Linked DNA regions of Hordeum vulgare: all the other regions are linked to region 1. Evidence: chromatin contacts called from public Hi-C data. All regions are on one chromosome and are shown on one strand. Each heading gives the region's core, a stretch centred on a gene start, on an enhancer-like site or on the middle of the called end of the contact. The rest is flanking DNA. Distances are from core to core; before and after follow the strand shown. Region 1 holds the start of LOC123409087 (UPF0434 protein CCNA_00107). Region 2 holds the start of LOC123429581 (probable E3 ubiquitin-protein ligase XERICO). Region 3 has its middle 75 kb from the start of LOC123429581.

Region 1 (4,322 bases), core at 576-3,075:
ATTCATTTTCATCATTAAATCCGTCTCACGAGATCTTCAAAACTAGATCCTATGTTGATATGTTTCGATGAAAAAAAATGACAACAGTTGCCATGATGTTACACTATAGTTGTAATAGTGTTTACACTAAAGTTGTCATAACATGTTCTAACTATTTTTTTCTCTAGATTTAAAGCTATTGTTATCTTTTTCAACTATTTTTATGGCAATTTTTATTAATTGATCATGGCAATTTTTAGTAATTAACCACGTCAAATTTAATGCATGGATCATGGCAATTCTTTATTAATCCATCAAAATTTACTTTTAAAGGTAGAAGAAAAAAATACCTAAAACGTATCATGGCAACTTCAGTGTAAACACCATGGCAATTCATGTGTAATAGACATGGCAACTGTTGCCTGAAAAAAAAGTCATCGAAACATATCAACATGGGATCTAGTTTCGAAAATCTCGTCGAGACAGATTTAATGATGAAAACGGATCTTTAATCGAATTTTTCATTTAAGAGATAAAACATTTTAAAAACTGAAAATCAAAAAATCCCTACATGCATACGGTGACGTGACATACGTATGTTGCTTCCACCACACGTGTGTACGTTATCACGATCCTAATTTTATTTCCATTGTGCGAAATAGTCAGTACACATCAACCGTGACGATGATATACGGCGATAACAAAAAGTTTGAGTACAGCACATACTCTTGCTTCCATCTCAATTACATTTTAATACAGAATGACTCTGTCGGCTTGTACAACAACGTAGATTCAATCAGAGGAATCCCTAGAGCTGGTTTCATATCCTGATTCCCTCGGGTGGTCCTCGAGCAACTTCCCGTCTTTCGGAAGTAGACAAGGAATTCCATCTGCTATCTGGAGTTAATGTCGGAATGAAATCAGGGCCAAGTGGTAAGCAAAAATAATGAGTGGAAATGCCAGAGATGCCACAAGAAATTGATGAAATGCTACAGGAAGCAATAAATTGAGATGCTGAAATTCCATAGGAACATGTTTATCTTAAATGTTCAAAGTGGACACAAAATATCCCCGTTTCAGAACATGAAATCAGTTGGTTGTTAGCCATTATGTGCACTTTGATCATTTCCTCCTCTCACCCTCCCTCTCTAGTCTGTGAGTCTGTCCCACACACCACTGTACACGCGTTGATCCCAGCATGCTAAGACCAGTACTTTCTGGTAATTAACACGATCCTCCCTCATGTTCTAAAACTTCATCTCAAAAAGTCAAATTCTCGATAACCATAAAGGGCATGCTGTCTGAAGACTAGTTATCACTAGCTACTTCCTGAATTGAGTCTCTACTGTGGAGCGTTGTCATTGCATAACGATACTGGGAAATCGCCCCCCCCCCCCCCCCCTTTTCGTTTTACACATCATGAATCTGTTACCATTTTCGCCGAGGCAATACAGCGAACAGGTAAGCCGCAAGCATGGAATATCGGCTAGAACCACCAGACGGTTGCAGATCCAAGCATTCAACAAGCGCGGCGCATGGAGGAGAGGGAGAGGACACCGGGGCTCACCGGGAAGGACATGCGGCCGGCGTCGCTGACCAGAGAGCCGCTGACCTCGCAGTACCTGGTGGGCAAAAGAAAGAAACAAGATCAAAGGGGGTGGTGTGGAAGTAGGAGGGGGCAGATATTGCCTAGCCTGGATACCTGAGAGGCTTCTTGGACAGGGGGCAGACGAGCACGTCGGCGAGCGCCTGCGGGATCCCGCCGACGGCGTGGCGCAACAGCAACGCCGTGGTCCGCCTCATCATCGTCCTGCCAGAATTTTGGATCGGGTCGGTCACAGTTTTAAAAGCCCAACTTGAGCAATCCGTTCGGCTCACACAACACAACCCAGCCCAGCCCAGCCCAGCCCATCTCTAGAAGGTGGAAATTCTCAAAAAAATAAAATAAAAACTCTAGGAGGTGGCGAACGGTTGGGATAGGCACGAAAATTTCCATTCCAAGATTCCGCGCTAAAACGTACGTGTGCTCACCTCACTTGACGAAACAACAAAAATGCATTAACCGAGGTAACCGAAACTTGTGAGTTTGTCGTCTCAATCTTGCAAGAAATGGGGAAGGAATTACACAAGTTAAGAATAGATGAGACCGGAGGTGTCTCTACAACTACGTACTACAAGAGAAGCATCGATCGGACAGAGCAGCAGCAGCAGGAGGAGCAGCAGGAGGAGGAAGAGGCGAGGTGTGAGTGAGCGGCCTGATCAACACCAACACCGGAGCAGGCATGGCCATGGCCAGCGAATGCACGCCCGGAGCCGGAGGAGCCACGCGCCGCCTCATTCTCGTTGTCACAGCACTCGTGGCATTGATGCTTGTGCGCCCCTCCTGCTGCACTGCCGCCTCCCAGCCGAGCTCGAGCCAGACGCGGCCGCCGGCGCTGATCCTGTTCGGTGACTCCATCGTGGACCCGGGCAACAACAACGGCCTCACCACGGCGGTGCGGTGCGACTTCGCGCCCTACGGCCAGGACTTCCCCGCCCACAACGCCACCGGCAGGTTCAGCAACGGCAAGATCGTCGGCGACATCCTCGGTATGCACTGACGACTCTCTCTAGCTACTCGGTTCGTGCATGCATGGCACTGAAACTGATGGTTTGAGTTTTGATCCAGCCACCCGGATGGGGCTGAAGCAGTACGTGCCGGCGTACCTCGGCACGGAGCTCAGCGACTCGGACCTCCTCACCGGCGTCAGCTTCGCCTCCGGTGGCTGCGGCTTCGACCCCCTCACGGCCAAGATCGTGGTGAGCGCCCAGCCCTGCCCTGCCCAGGGAACATCGTTTATATTTCTCCACCTCCAAGATGGAGTAAATTAAATTCATTCCACCGTCACCGTGGCATTTCATCAGTCGGTTCTGAGCATGGACGACCAGCTGGAGCTGTTCAAGGAGTACAAGGGTAAGATCAGCCGCATCGCCGGCGCGCAGCGAGCCGCCAACATCGTGTCGACGAGCCTCTACATGGTGGTGACCGGCACCGACGACCTGGCCAACACCTACTTCACGACGCCGTTCCGGCGAGACTACGACCTCGAGTCCTACATCGACTTCATCGTGCAGTGCGCGTCGGCCTTCATCCAGAAGCTCTACGGCCTGGGCGCGCGGCGGGTGAGCGTCGCCGGCGCCCCGCCCATCGGGTGCGTGCCGTCGCAGCGGACCAACGCCGGCGGCGAGGGGAGGGCGTGCGTGTCCCTGTACAACCAGGCGGCCGTGCTGTACAACGCGGCGCTGGAGAAGGAGATGAGGCGGCTCAACGGCACGGCGCTGCTCCCGGGGGCGGTGCTCAAGTACATCGACCTCTACGCGCCGCTGCTGGACATGATCCAGCGCCCGGCCGCCTACGGCTTCGAGGTGTCGGACCGCGGCTGCTGCGGCACTGGCCTGTTCGAGGTGACGCTCACCTGCAACAGCTACACGGCGCACGCCTGCAGGGACCCGGCCAAGTTCCTCTTCTGGGACACCTACCACCTCACCGAGACGGGCTACAACCTCCTCATGGCGCAGATCATCAGTCGCTACGGCCTATGGTAGCTAGTGCTCACATTCGGCATCATCAAACTTCACAATTCTATTATCTTTTCTTTTCTTTTCTTTTTCTTCACTAGTTCTCCCCAACTACAATTATTTACAAACAGAAGAAGTATTATTATTATTATCTATATGTATGTATGGACAATTTCTGTGTTCCACACAACATATCAGAATAACATCATATAGCAGAGCAATGTCTCCAGAATCCTGATATGCAGACACCAATTTTGCATTTAAAATACTATTATCCTTGCAAGATATTTCAACCGCTACTATAGTATATACAAAACCAGGGAACAAACCAGACTTTTGGTCCTTATGAGCAGGAGAGTATGACAGGCTAATGACTAACCTAAAACTGCCTAATCTGACCATAATTATCCAAGATGACACACAGGTGCCACCAGGCAAAGAAAAAACATACCCAGAGACAAGACATAAATGATAAGCACTATATATACATTATTATGAGATGAGACATGAGAAGCGACATCAATCCATCGCAACCAGCTCACGCTTTTGGGGCTTCATAGAAGCTTATTCTGCACCACCGCTTCGCAAAGCTCTTCCTCATATAGCAAAACTCTGGGAGAGGCTGCGGCTTTGGGTACAGGCCTTGGCAGTCCTGGCGGCATCAGACGCCGCAGCCGGAGCTTTTTTGAAGGCAACGAATCTGGGAAAAGGACGGCTGTGATCGGCTTCACGTCCAGCAGCTTGAAACGCGAAGGCCGAGGGCCGTGTTTTGGAGCCTTTGGGGT
Region 2 (4,322 bases), core at 542-3,041, 240 kb before region 1:
TCTGGTTTAAAGTTAACCCCTTTATTATTCCCGCAAAAGAGCTCCTTTGTTGTTGTTATTATTATTATTATTATTATTATTCTCATCATCCAATATATATAAATGTGTGACAGAGAATGCGAAAGAACTTGTTAAAGTTGGTTCGCGTAAAGGAATTTGCTCCAGAAGCACAGTTCCAAGATCCCTGTGCGGCATTCATCCTCCCAAATGTGATTTGCAGGTACTGCAACTTTTATCCGAACCGATTTCGTTTCCCCTTGATGTTGTTGTGTTAGCTGTCACCCTGTCTTACAAATAGAGTGATGCTGGCAGCTATTGCAACGACTGCCGGGACCTTGATCTGTGCCGCGACTCGACGCTCCAAGGCCACGAGTGGAGGTGCGCGGTGCCGCAGTGCGGGCAGCCATACCACCGCGAGGAGATGGAGAACGCGCTTCTGCAGATTGTGCGGCAGCGAGAGAGGCTGTACCACCTGCAGGACCTGGTGTGCGTCCGGTGCAGGCAGGTGAAGGCGGCCCATGTGTCGGAGCAGTGCAACTGTGGAGGCTCGTTCCGGTGCAAGGAGGAGGCGCCGCAGTTCCTTGGCAAGATGCGGGTGTTCCTGAACGTCGCTGTGAGTCAGAAGTTCGAGCTGCTCCAGGATTGCGTCCGATGGATTCTGGAGGTCAGGTGATTGAAGCCTGTCGTACTTCTTCAGTTAACAGCTAGGGTAGCATAGTAAATTAGTTATGGTAACTTTTTTTTTTGTGTGTGTGTGTGCGCGCGCGGTGGAGTAACTTGTTTCGAAGCAACCAACTTGCGGCCGCAAAGAATGTATTGCTTGCATGGATACTTGTTGGGCACACTTGATCCATGTTGTATATAAATATAATGAGAAGGATGTCTGTCTGTTAGACATAGTTTATTTCGGAGTCCGCTGTGGCCTAAAATCACTTATATATCAGTGAAGCAAAGCCTAGAAGAGGGGTAGAACTAGGAGGGCCCACCGCGCGCGGTGAGATTTTTCCATGAGAAATGCTTGACATGCTCATCGACTAAGAGCCTACACTGCAGCGCAGCGATGGAGTGCTACAAGCCGGCGACGAAGAGGGAAGAGAACCAGATGACGAGATCGTCGCTGAGCTGGTGCTCATCCGCCACCACCATTCCAACGCCGCCGACTTGCAGGCGGCAGAGCGGGCACGTCCGTCGGCACAGCGCCAACCACCTGTCGACGCAGTGCCGGTGGAACGCGTGGCCGCACGGCAGCCTCCGTATGTCCTCCCCGTCATGGAACCTCGATATGCACACGCAGCAGCCACCGGAGTAGTAGTGGTCGTCGTGGCGACCGCAGCCGGAGCCGGAGAGGGCAGCGGAGAGGAGCGCCACCACGTGCCCCATCGTCGTCACCATCTACCTATCGAGTACAGTACTATTTATGTGAATCAAAAACCGCGATGCAGATATATCTGTGTCTGCTGATGCGGGTGCCAAGATTTGCTGCGAGTGGATCAGCATCCAAGATGGACTGCGATGGCTTTTATATAAGGCGAGCGAGCGTGTGTGCGCGCGTGGAATCATTTTCATTTTCTTTGGGTGTTGCATGGAATCATTAGCAAAAGGGGTGATGGAGAAGGCGCACCTAGAAACCCCAGTGCCGTTTCCCTTTCCGTGGATACAAAGCTTGTGCGATGCGAAAGCTAACTAATTAAGCGGCAACCTCGATCATTCGTGTATCTCCACTCTGACCAACCACAAGGTTTCATGAGGTATACTGTACTTCGTACGTGCAGTCTTTTCTTCTTTTTCTTCTTGTTGTTTGCGGGGTGTACATTCATAGATAGATCCATCAAAAAGGAACCACACCATGCACGTAGAATGTTAATACTCCTACAGTAATATTTCTTCCTAAAAAAAAATGTTTAGCTAGGGCCTGTACGGGCTCGTTGGCTGTAGCCAACCATATGTGTCGGTCGGCTGCGCTATGCTGCCTGCATGTTGCTTCATCTGCACAAAAGCAGGGGAGCTTCTCCCATGACTAAGCAACCTCGCTAACCCGCAAGAGATGGGATTAACCGCAGGGAACGAGTGAGTGATCAGTGGTTAGGTACACTGACTGGGGCTGTAGGCGGAATGTGGGCGAAGGTGAGCGGTCACTCATCATAGCTGTACCCGTAACGCGTCACATCACTTCCTGTACCAATGGATCGTTCTAGATTTCATGTAACCTAATCAATTATGTATATGTGCTAGTGGATATTTTTTTCAACAGAATACAATATATTAATATCTAACATATACTCCCTCCGTCCGGAAATACTTGTCCTAAAAATGAATATAATGAATGTATCTATAACTAAAATAAGTCTAGATACATTCATCTTTAGGACAAGTATTTCCGGACGGAGGGAGTACCAATTACATCCTGTCTATGCAACGATACTCCATCAAGGCCTAGTCGAGACAATGATAGTGCATACCACCAAGAAGGTGAAAAGAAGAAGAAAAAACGAAGATAACTGACACAACCGATGACTTGCAACACACCTGCATCAATGCCATCCACCGTAGTTGACAACAACACATGAGCTACGAGAAAGGTTCTTTGAAAACACCACATCTGAGGAGCTAACGATGCACAATCACCGCCATCGAGGAATCCAACCACTGCAGGTCAAATCCCGACTTTTCATCTGAGGGAGCACGTTTTGGAGACTCCAAAGCAATGCCTTCAACAAGGACCCAACACGCAAGACACTGCCATTGTTAGATTCAACCACCAAAGGTTAACTTTATGGTTTTCACCTCGGAGCTCAAGAACCGGTGTTTGAAGAGCATTACCAAGCCAAAGTGGCAAAGCCACAGTGTGTTGCAACCACCGCTTGTCAAGTCATGGTACGATGCCAAGTCACAAAACTACCAGTGAAGGAAGAGACACTAATAAGCCGCAGCAGAGTGAGAAGGCAAGCCGCTCATGTGCATATTCCTGTGTGAATACCACTATACGATCAAATCTATGCATATGAGCACATAAGAGCATCTCTAGTGGATGATGTAAAAGTTGATGTCTAAAAATAGTTTTAGGACAGAGGAGAGCCGATTTTTGGGTACCAATACATATGATGTAAAACTAGTGTCCTAAATCTTTCGAACTTAATCATTGTTCATTCCACATTTTGAAATTTTTAACTCATACGAAACGTTCAATATTGCTGGCGGAGACACCCCCGGAAAGGATGTCAAAATTGGCCAAGCGCCTAAAAGGGGCTCGGAGCCGATTTGAGATGTGGAAGACTTCGGCCTGCCAAGAGGGTGCTCGGGGAGTGTGGGCGATGGTGAAGACAAGGTTACAAGGCTTAGTCCCGAAGAACTGGCACGAGTCGGGCGGCTGGGACCGACGATAAAGAGGTGCCACTTCACCTGGTTTATGACCAAGTGATGCCCGCCGCACGTTTGTTGCAGCAAGATTGCCGTCAAGATGCAATAATAGATAACTTCAATCAGCAGCCTAATGCATGATTGGATTCAACCGAGTTTTTGTAATTCTTCGTCTAATGTGTAAATGCTATCTTAACGAACCATCGCTTCTACCTTCCTACACGAGGAAGTGTTCTGTACTGTATAACCTGTAAAATTAGTAAATAGTTTGGGGAACTAGGCAATCCAGCCAAGTAGTGGTAATAGATAGACAATTATCTTGGAGTACTGTTATATTACTTTTTTTACTTTAGCAAGAAACACCTTCCCAAGAAAATAGTTCCTTTATAGGTTCCTTTCTCGGGGTTTTGTGAGCATCCGCTTTATACGGATCTACTGTATGTTCTCAAAGTGTGTTATATCGACTAGAGGGGGGTGAATAGGCGATTTTTAGAATTTCTCGCTGAGGAAATTCCTTTTGAGGAAATTCTTCACTGATGAATAACGTGCAGCGGAAACAGCGCAGGATCAGAGGTGCAAAGATTACAACAACAATTTTCTTGATGAAGATTATGAAAAACGGTTTGCAAAGTATGCAGGCATAGAATAAGCAGGTGAAGATTAACTGGTATGAAGAATTTGAGGTTGAGGAAATTCAGAGAAAGTCTTCAGCAAATTCAGAGAAAGTCTTCAGCAAATTCTTCAAACAGTGACAATGAAAGTCTTCAACATACAATATTGAGGAATTGAAAGAGTTGAAGAAATAGAACCCGTATCACGATGAAGACAACTGTTGATGACCCAGTTCCAACTACTGTGACAGTCGTACGTCTGGTTTGGAGCAGCTTGGTATTGAAACCAAAGGACACACGGTCCCGTGACACACAGTCCCTACCGTATTCTCCTTGAGGTAAGGACCCATAGTC
Region 3 (4,322 bases), core at 1,044-3,543, 160 kb before region 1:
AGAGCCTTGGTCAACATTTTTATTTGGCATATTTCTGCTGCCATAAATAAATAGCTCCCTTTTGCTATTTATCCCATATTAGAAAATCCATAGAATATTCATACCAACTCCAAATCCAGTGAAAGAACTTCCTAAATATTTCTAAAATTATTCTCTATCAAATGAGTGCCTCCACTCATTTTTATCATGATATTTCTGTAGGCTCCTTCAAGGACCACCTATCCTCCCTTTCATCCATTCAAAAATCCCTCATGATCCAACCCCATGTAGCAAGCTTCAGGTATTTTTGTGTAACACCCCAAAAATCGGGTTATCGATTTTTGTGCTGTTATTCCTTCTGAACTTTTCTCTCCCAAATTTTTCCTCTGGAATTTCGCAAATGACCAGGTGAATCCAGTCTACCCTCAACCTCTTAGTGCTTTTCCCATGTACTTGTGCCAGCTTGCCCTTGTTCAGTAAACCCTGAACCTCTTTCAAACCCTGGTTCCGAAATATTGGAACTAGAAATCCTGCCCCTGTGTTTACAAAGGAGCTACCATTTCCCTTGCTCTGTTAATCCTCCCAAAATTTCCAGAGCTCCTTCTACCCTCATAATCCCTAGATGTGCAAAAATATTGCCAAGTTATATGCAATATTTCACATTTAGAATTAATTCATCTTTCTGCCTTTCGGAGGAATTAAATCCAAGAAAATACCTATCCATCTCCCACGGTCATGAAAACTTGTGGAGATATTCCTTGTGATCATATTGAGCTCTCATGAAAAATTGGCCATTACTAATTGGGGAAAATTGCCTTTTTCCTATTTAAAGCCAATATTCCAATTTGGGGCCTTTCCAAAGGAACTACCATTTTGGTAGCTAGGAAAAATCCCAAATAATTTGTGGAGATTTTCATGTCCATATATTCACCATTTCCATCAAAACATCAAGTTCCACAATTCAAAAGTTGAGCACAACATCCCTTTGCAAATTCTGCCCAGATTTCCTATTTGCAGAGGAAGTGCTTGATTTGTTGGTCCTGTTGGACTGAAATATTTCAGGGAAGTTCATTATGATAAATTACCCTTGTCCACAAAATTGTATCCCATTCCGTCTAGCCATTCGCCCGCAGAAAATTATCCAAGTTTTTGTCCAGATTGGAGCATTGTGAAGGAAGTACCATTTCTACTCATGCAAATGGTATGAAATTTTTACAGTGCCTCCATATGCCTAAATTATTGGTCTCCACCAAATTTGAGCCATTTATATCTAGTTATTTGATCCCAGCATAATCTTCTTTATTTCTGGTCAGATTGCGAGGTTACAAAGGAAGTACCCCGTAGTCTTATTTGTTTGTGCTGTATTTTTGGCTAAGATACTCACTTTAGTAGATGATCAACCCCTGCCAAAGATCAGGCCAAGAGGTGCACTGTGGTGGCCACACCACAACACAAATAGGTTGTTGTTGGCAATTGTTTGGCCTTGATTCAGTCAAACGAGTGCTCTCTAGTGTTTTCTAGACGCATAGTTCAACTCGGTGAAGTATGGAGAAGACCCTAGACATGGTTTGGCTGCAAGTGGAGTGTGGCAATGTCGTGGAAGCGTGGTGACCACAGGCAGAGCATGCCAAACCGAAGGTCTGTGCAATGAAGTTGTCGGAAGCGCGTCTCCAACAAGCTCCAGCCTGTACAGGAGTGTCATGGAGGTTCCCATGGCGTGCATGAACCCTCAAGAGACCTCTTCCCCTCGCCCCCTTGCTCCTGGAGGCATCTGCAGCCATGGATTCTCCACCGGAGCTCTGCCACGGCAGCAAGCTTCGAGCAGCTCCATCTGGTGTCGTCTAGCCCCTCCCCTCGGCTATAAGAAGCCTGCCCCGACCCCCTGCCGTCGACGAGCAAGCCCCAGCCCCTCCCCAAGCCCTCCATTGCTCCCCAATGGCCGGAGCATCACCGTCGGACCCCCATGGAGATGCAAGCGCCAGAGCACTCCCCCTCTCCTCTACCCATGGTCAGAGCCTCCCTAGGCATTGGCGAAGCCGCCGTCGTCCTCAGAACCCTCGGGGAAGCACCACCGGAGCGACACCACAGACGCCCGTACGCCCTCGCGTTTTGGTCAGTGGGGAAGGTGCTGCCCGCCGGCTCCCGACGCCTTTCGACCTCCCTCGGGCGCGTAGAGGAGCGCCGGAGCGCCCACGCTTGCCTGCCGGCTCTTCCGTGGTCGCGAGGCGACGGCAGCACCGACGGCCGAGCGCCCCCGCTCCTCCCCTATTCTGTGTCGCGTTTGAGAAGAAGGCAAGAGGTGGAGAGAGCAGATAAGGCGGGGCCCCCATGTTGGTCAGACAGAGAGAAGTCAACTGGGCCCGTGGTCAGGTTCAGTGGAAGCGTATTTTCGATAATATGTTTTCCAATTTTAAAAGTGTACTTTGCTTCGGCCTGGAGCCTGAATATGTTTTCTCTAAATTAAAAACGTACTTCAGCAAATGCGCTTTTAGTTTTAACCAGTCGACCGAATCTGCTATATTATAAACGTTCACTGGTTAAGAGCACAAATGGATAAGTTTTTATTTGATTTCCGCCTAACGAATGAACGTTCGTATCTTCACGACCGTAGCTCTGATTGAGGTAAACCAACGCCCACTCCTTCGTCTCTTCGAGCCCGTCGTGTTGGTACCATTTTCGTACTGTTTTCACAGTGAAAATTGACCATTTTTCCCTTGCCCTCCGATTGAGCCCTCCGAGAAGGGAACTTCTGTGGCAAATCTTTCCAGCGTTTTATCACGCTTCTTCCCGGCATATTCATCGACCCCCACGCAAGCCAACCTCTTATCATGAGCTCCGGACTTGCATGATGACTTTGCTTGCACCCTGTGTGGGTATCGTAGTACATTTAGATCATCTGTTAGTTTGCACTTGCATGCACGTGTTATGACATCCGTATTAGATGCTAGCATTACTTTTCATCCAATGCCAAGTCTTGTTTACATATTATCATGGTAATAATAATATTGTTAATAACATTGACATGTTAGTACTAGGGTTTGATCTCATGACATGATTGTCAGCACTATTGTTTTGCTATGCTATTGTTTAGCACTTATACTTGTTGAGGTAATGGTACGATAATGGATAGGTTGAGTTGAGTTAACAAATGTAACCTAGTTGGTTGATCTTGAGTCACCTGTCCGGGCTTACCCATGCAACCACATTTACCGGTATGGGACGACCTTGACTTGGTCTGATTGCGTGATCTTTCACCGGTACCTCCAAAGAGGGAGGTCTATGCACGTGTGCTACCCTGATCAGTTAGCAAGTGATAACCCTGTGAGCCAGTTGAGTTTTTTGTGTCGGCGTCCCCGTTTGGGACAGTTTAGTTTGGACACGATGGTGGCAGGTGTCATCAGGACACAGGGCCACCTAGGGCAGGACTCCGGGGGAGGATGAATGCCGGTGGTACGATGGAAGAGTCACGGGTCAGACAAGTTCCATTGGAAAAAACACTGGTCCACTCGAATGGGATTACGAGGTCAGTGCTCCATGGTGTGGGTAAAGTGTGCAACCTCTGCAGAGTGTAAGAATCTATTCGAATAGCTGAGTCCATGGTATTGGACGGCCCGTCCATACCTCACTAGGTGGTCAACCATAACAATGATAGCGATGATGGAAGAACTCATCTTGTTTGGACATCAAAGGATGTCGGGAATATGATATGTTAGCCAAGAGATGGCTATATAATGAGTGGTCGGATGACCATATGATTTGGATGGGATTTGGATCCGTTCAGGTTGGATTACGAGTATATCGAGAAGAGAGTAAGTTGGTATCCGGTAACTGTAAGTACCTCAAGTACCTAGTGTGATCATTACCATGCTATGTAGATTAGATGCTTGATCCATGTTGTGCCATGCTTGATCCATGTTATGCTATGCTTGACCCATGTTTTCGTGTTAATTCCATGCCATGCTTAGAATAATTCTTATATAGCATAGGGCTTGCTTTGTTAGCTGCTTGTTTGGATGCTATGTATTTGGTTGTCTTGCGAGTACATTCAAAGTACTCACCTGGCCTTGCACGTGGCCAGTTGCAGGAGAAGATTCATCGTGCTAGATCGTAACCCAGCCTGTCTTGCGAGTTATGGAGCCCAGCCAGAGACGTCATTGCCGCTGAACCCAAACCTCTGCTGCCATTTAGTTAGCCTTGGAGTTATGTAATATTGTTGTAAGCAACAGTATTGCAATGCTCTATTACATTAATAAAGCCATTTTTGTGTGGAATTGTTGTATCATGTCTGTGATGTTCGTCTGGTCTTATCCTGGGGACTGGCGTGCGTCGTCCCTCTATCGGGG

What was found. A called contact is a pair of places that touch in the nucleus more often than the background predicts.
Region 2: a contact with region 1 is called in a Hi-C map of seedling, with 4 times the contacts expected there. The contact joins the promoter of LOC123429581 here to the promoter of LOC123409087 in region 1. A contact is called at or near these places in 4 of 6 Hi-C or Micro-C datasets (leaf and seedling) and 1 of 1 datasets of contacts at active chromatin or transcription factors (embryo).
Region 3: a Hi-C map of leaf shows a contact between it and region 1, with 2.5 times the contacts expected there. The contact joins the enhancer-like site here to the promoter of LOC123409087 in region 1. A contact is called at or near these places in 2 of 6 Hi-C or Micro-C datasets (both in leaf).

Annotation. Positions count from the first base shown.
Region 1 is chr1H:234,409,784-234,414,105 of MorexV3_pseudomolecules_assembly, reverse strand. LOC123409087 (UPF0434 protein CCNA_00107) reads right to left here and starts at 1,825. Exons shown (of 3, transcript XM_045102077.1): 1 at 1,682-1,825; 2 at 1,547-1,601; 3 at 599-876. The coding sequence starts at 1,785. The coding sequence ends at 772. LOC123429543 (GDSL esterase/lipase EXL3-like) reads left to right here and starts at 2,040. Exons shown (of 3, transcript XM_045113571.1): 1 at 2,040-2,568; 2 at 2,648-2,778; 3 at 2,884-3,758. The coding sequence starts at 2,262. The coding sequence ends at 3,564. It overlaps LOC123429554 (F-box protein At4g35930), which reads right to left. Exons shown (of 5, transcript XM_045113589.1): 5 at 3,778-4,322. The coding sequence ends at 4,092.
Region 2 is chr1H:234,647,372-234,651,693 of MorexV3_pseudomolecules_assembly, reverse strand. It overlaps LOC123429581 (probable E3 ubiquitin-protein ligase XERICO), which reads right to left and starts at 1,791. Exons shown (of 1, transcript XM_045113612.1): 1 at 696-1,791. The coding sequence starts at 1,392. The coding sequence ends at 1,069. LOC123429570 (DNA polymerase epsilon catalytic subunit A-like) reads left to right here. Exons shown (of 49, transcript XM_045113602.1): 48 at 114-220; 49 at 313-904. The coding sequence ends at 673.
Region 3 is chr1H:234,572,417-234,576,738 of MorexV3_pseudomolecules_assembly, reverse strand. No RefSeq gene overlaps it. Among protein-coding and RNA genes, the nearest start is that of LOC123429581, 75 kb to the left of the region's middle. Within about 2 kb of position 2,293, at least 3 of the 3 cell types and tissues checked have open chromatin away from gene starts, as enhancers often do. A contact at or near this core is called in leaf, where this site is marked.